Linked DNA regions of Lactuca sativa: region 2 is linked to region 1. A link is a contact called in public Hi-C data. All regions are on one chromosome and are shown on one strand. Each heading gives the region's core, a stretch centred on a gene start, on an enhancer-like site or on the middle of the called end of the contact. The rest is flanking DNA. Distances are from core to core; before and after follow the strand shown.

What was found. Hi-C and Micro-C count contacts between places; a contact is called where the count stands out from the background.
Region 2: a contact with region 1 is called in a Hi-C map of leaf, with 9 times the contacts expected there. The contact joins the promoter of LOC111911900 here to the promoter of LOC111911937 in region 1. A contact is called at or near these places in 2 of 4 Hi-C or Micro-C datasets (leaf and seed).

What each region holds. Positions count from the first base shown.
Region 1 is chr1:50,413,428-50,416,217 of Lsat_Salinas_v11, forward strand. LOC111911937 (transcription factor bHLH148) reads right to left here and starts at 1,388. Exons shown (of 2, transcript XM_023907704.3): 1 at 1,173-1,388; 2 at 1-932. The coding sequence starts at 865. The coding sequence ends at 155.
Region 2 is chr1:50,569,848-50,572,637 of Lsat_Salinas_v11, forward strand. It overlaps LOC111911900 (calcium-binding protein CP1), which reads right to left and starts at 1,428. Exons shown (of 1, transcript XM_023907650.2): 1 at 667-1,428. The coding sequence starts at 1,369. The coding sequence ends at 923.

The DNA of each region.
Region 1 (2,790 bases), core at 138-2,637:
TTTTACCATCATCATCACAGAAAAAAAAAAAAAAAAAAAAAAAAAAAAAAAAAAAAGGTAGAGAATGAATTTGAACAGTGGCGTGAGGCGTAGGTGGATGAAAATATAAAATCAGAAAAAAAGAAGGAAGAAGGAAGAAGAAAGAGAGTGGATATTACAAGCTCTGTGGTGGCTGCCTAAGACTGAGCTGACTTAGAATCATAGCGCCGGTGCCGGGGCCGGAAGTCGAACTGGAGCCGCCGGAGAGAAGGTCGGCGAGGGCAGCCATGGCTTTAACTTGCATCTCAAGAGCGGCTATATAATCAGTTGCTTCTTCCAATACAACCGGCAACGGTTGTTTCCGACAACCGGGAACCAACCGGCCGAGAACACGTGTTTTCCTTTGCACTGCCGGTAGATTTTTTGTCTTCAGCTTTAAAATACTCACTCGCGGCTTTTTTAACCGGCTATTACCTGTTGCTGTGACAGCGGTCCCTCTCTGTCTTCTGTTATTCTTCATAAACTTAAGCTTGATTTTGTTCGTGAGAATCGCACGGCTCCATCGACTCCGACCTTTCGCTGTTACTGCAAGGACTCGGTCGGCCGCTTCACGAACGGCGCGTCCACGGCGAGGAGCAGAAGGCGGAGACGTGCCGGAGTTGATCCGGACATTGCGGAGCGCTTGCAGGAGTTTTGAGCTGTATACTTGTTGCTGAGCTTCGGATTTCCATGAAATAATCTGGTTGTTATTGTTACTCGAGTTCTCAATCGTCTGATCGCCAGTAGATTGCCTATGGATTCTCTTCTTCTTTCTTCTCTTCGATGAATCACGTGCTCTTTCGATGTTGTTCGTTACCGGATCCGAAATCAACGTCGACGACGCCATCACCAAAAGAAACCGTTGGAATTATTTCTCAGGACGGATCAATAGCCAGAGAATCCGAAAACAGTACCTGCAGATTCAACTCAATCGTGTCAGAAACAAGAATCAATAATTCGAATCAGGAAGCAGACATACATGTTCTCTGTGTAAACAACAAACTACGCATTTCATTGGTAATCCAAATCGAATACAAAACCGATAAAAACTTCTAAGAAATATCTACATCGATTACACAAATAACAAATCAACAGATAATAAACAAATTTCTCACGGAATCGATAAACATTAAACAACAATCGATGATTTATACCTTGAAGAAGAAAAGCTGATCTAAATTCTTTTCTCTGATCAATTCACAGCTTCAGATGAATCGTTCTCGATTTGCATATGCAATTCGAAAAGAATCTCAACTAATAACTATTGTTTGGTGCGTATTTGTGAGTGAGAGAAAAAGAAAGTTAGAAGAGAGAGAGGAGGATTCACAGAGAAGCACGCCTTGGCCCGTTCTCCTTTCTTTCTCTCTCTGTTTCTCTCACGTTCGTTTTAAAGCTCTTGTATTTTTTTGTTTTACCCCTTTCAGTTTTATTATTTTCCATTTTTATCCCTCATTGTTTTTGTTTGTTTCTTTATAATGTTCGTGCCATCGTGGTGGTGATATGGTCCACATGGGCCCCATCTCGCCGTTACACTTCCTCAACCCACTACGTCAACTCTGTTATGTTTCCGTTATCCCCCACCATTGCTATGCCCTCTTTTTAACTTCTTCTTTTTTTTTTTTTTTCATTCTAATACTCCCTTTACAAAAGTTAATAATTTATTTTTTAAGTAGTCATGTTTGTTAAATAAAAAATGGATTATAAGTTACTTATTTTTTTAAAAACCCATTTAGATTAGTTTTCAAAATTTTTTAAATTTTTTAAATATATTTTTAATTAGTTATAAAAAATATATTCTTGTAAATGTGATTTTATATATTTCATCTGATTTATCAACTAATTTTTGTTCGGCTAACAGCTATATTTTGAATTATCAGGTAGTTTTTTAGTTACTATATCGACTATAGCCTTAATGTGAAAATAATCTTAAAAGATTTAATTACTGATTAAATATCTAAATTGTAATGTGCTCTTTATAAACGATTATTTAACAAAATAAGTGATACTTAATCCACTATTTTATTTGATTATATATATTATAAGTTTAATATGTGTTTATGGTCAGGAATAAAGATTTGTAATCATCTGCTTCTTTTTGTAAATTAATTAAATAAAATTCCGAATATTGTAGGGTTATTTCGAAGTAAAACCTAAAATTTTGATATTTCTTTTTTACTTTTTAGATAATATTTTGTATCTTATAATTTAATTCAAAAATCGTATTTATTATTTATTTTTGTTTATTTGTCTTTTTATTCTATTTATAAGTTTATAATCCGGCAACAAAAGAATTAGATAATTTCCATAAAAGTGGTCAAACTATTGTTTTTATACAAATAAAATATTTTTTGCATAATGTATAAAGAACATAACATTTTAATCATATTTTGGAAGAGAGTTTTTTACTATATAGAAACCTATATACCACAGGCTAAAAATTAAATCAAACTTTAGGTTTAGATTGTAAATTGTTATTTTTGAATGTTATCTAAAATGGGATCAAAATCTTAGGTGTAGTTTGTTTTTTAAGGCAAAATATCTGCAGTTTGCAGACCATATCTGTAGAACTCTACAGCAGAAGAGGTGGACCAAACGTCTGCAGTCTGAAAAAAGAAGACTGTTTGTTTTTTTAACATCTGCAGACTATTAAAATAAACTAAAATCTAAACAAATTGATTTTTTAAAACTACAAACTAATTTTTAATATATTTATGACTTTGTTATAAATGATTAACAAATCTTAATCAACTTTTATGTAATATTGTATAAAAA
Region 2 (2,790 bases), core at 178-2,677, 160 kb after region 1:
GATGTTTCACACGGTATCCCAAAAATTATATCCCATTTGAGCATTTCTTTTGATGGGTCTTCGGCAGCTGAAATCCAAGCCTTTGTAAAATTGGTTAAAAAATAGGTTTTTCTTATTTTTTTAACAGAAAATTTTAAAACATTCTCAAAATAGGTAAATGATTATATATTGGGGTTCCATGTACCTTCATTTTGGTATGTCAAACGTCCAAAAGGTGCTTTAGATGAATGGGAAATTAATCACCAAGTATGGTGGTTGAAGGATTGGTTAAGAGGTTAAATGGCTTTCATGCAATCACGTATAGGTGGGAGAATGAAAAGGAAATGTATTTATATGTAGAAAGATTTCTAAAATTTGGTTAAGAGGTTAAATGTGTTTATATGTAACAAAGAGTAAAACATGTTATTTCTTACAATTGTCTTCGTTATTTTATCAATTATAATAGGTTTTAAGTAGATTTCATTAAATTAACAAATATAAACAATTAGTTTATAATTTGGGTCACATATGCTATTGATATGATCTGAAGTTAGCACTTTGTCAAAATTTAACAACACGTTTTGGCGTTTTGTAAGGTTCGAGCAATCGTATTGCATTTCAATAGGAATTTTTAAAATCGTTGTTCAATTATCATGCAATAATAATCATAATAATATCAAGAAGAAATGAAAGCGAATCGTCTATATTTGAAATTCAATTTCCAATTACAACAAATATGACTTCATGAATGGAACCTAAATTCTAAATCAAGATCAAAATCTGCGATTCATCTTCACAAACTTTGATTTGATTTCATGAACACAAAAATCCTGAACTTGTAATCCACAATTTCAATTTACAGTTGATAGAAACAAAACAAAAACGTCCAGAAGAAGAAATGGCACCTTAACCAATGCGGCGAAACCCTAAGCATTTCAAATCATCAAATCGCCAATATCTTAAGAAATCCTTCGAACGTTACACCGTCGTTATCATCATCTCCGGAGCCTAAACTAACCATCGCCTTGATATCATCGTCGTTGACTTCAATTCCCGCCGACCGAAGATAACTCCGGAGGTCTCCGTGACCTACTTTTCCGTCGCCGTCTCTGTCCATATCATTAAACACATCCTCCATTACGCAGCTGCTAATTCCGTTCTTATTTGTCCTCAGAACGTTCTCGAACTCTTCGTATTCGACGTAGCCGTCCTTGTTCAAATCGGCCACCTTCATCATCGTTCCGATGATCTCGTCGCCTGCGTCCGCGTAAAAACGTTTTAGATCATCGTGGCTGATCTTTCCATCACGGTCAACGTCGAGGACATCAAATGCCGATCGTAAATCGGCGGGTTTTCTCGACGGTGGTAGGGAAGTTCCGGTAGGACACATAGCTAAGGTGCGCTCTCCTTTTTTTTTTGGCGATTTTGCGATTTAGAATTACGAATGAAAAAATCGCTCGCCAGAGGATTTTGGAAACGAAGTTGATGTATTTATAGGGCTCAAAATAGCGCGTGATTTGTGATTATTAGCTATTTGGTTTTGGTCCATAAAGTTTATATTTGTATGCTTTTGTACCCTCTACTTTCTCATTTATCGTTATATAGAGTTAAATACATATTATATCTACACATTTCAGTCAAGATTTATATTCCATGTATTTTTGAAGTATTTTAATATATACTGTGTCAAATGTTTTATTAGACGGTGTGTTTCAAATTTTAAAATGTTATCCTCTTTTCATCAAACAATGAAGCAATTGCATATAATTTGGTTAACAATAATATATATTTACAATATTTCAACAACAAATTAACTTGTTGAACCCAAATGTTATAATAATAATAATAATAATAATAATAATAATAATAATAATAATAAGGAACTATTTGATATATTTTTTATTGGATATAATAAGAAGTAAATCTGACTGGGTCAAATTCAAACTATTTGATATCACAATTAGAAGTTTCTAATTCCATCATATAACCTCTAATATGCATATTGTTAGGTTTGGTAAGAAGTTGAATTCCAATCCGATATGGACTTAATCAAATCTAACTTAATCGACAATTATCAAACAATCTTAGCACTTAAACGTACCTAGAAAGTATGATATTAACTACATCTATAATAAACTCAAAACTTATCACAAAATAACCAAATCCCTAGTATAGTTATGTTATAATAAGGTGTGTTCTTTTTTTTCAAATATGATGAGGGACTGAATATCACGAAATGCAATCTGAGATGATAAAGGGTGTAAAATTAGACGGGAGACGAAATAACAACTATCCCTTTGACCGGAGAGATTCTTAAAAACCTCCATGTCGACATCGTTGCGAGAGCAGAAGGCTCCACAAAGTGCTTACGCCACTCCATGGAAAAAAAAAAATGATTGTCAATAGTCAATGTAGATATTCTATATTTATATAAATATTACCAACAAGTTATGGCTTTTTTTTTACAAATTTGTATTATGTTTTTTCCTATTTCAATTAGTTTTATGTTTTCTTAAGAATTTGATCCAACATATTTTACAAACTTTTTAAATTTGTTTTATAAGTTTTTTAAAATTAAGTTTTTTTTTAATTAGTTCATATATTGGTTTTGTATATGTTCTAAATATTTTTTCTTTACATTTTTAGGAATTGCTATTCTTTTACAAAATTATTCTCCTATCTTTTTTATATAATAATGCATGTAGAGTCGTGTGTATGCGGAAAAACTCAATATAGAACCATTATTAATCTAGTGTATGTGTTTGTGATATAATATGGTGTATGTGTGTCTAATGTATAAATTACTGTTGT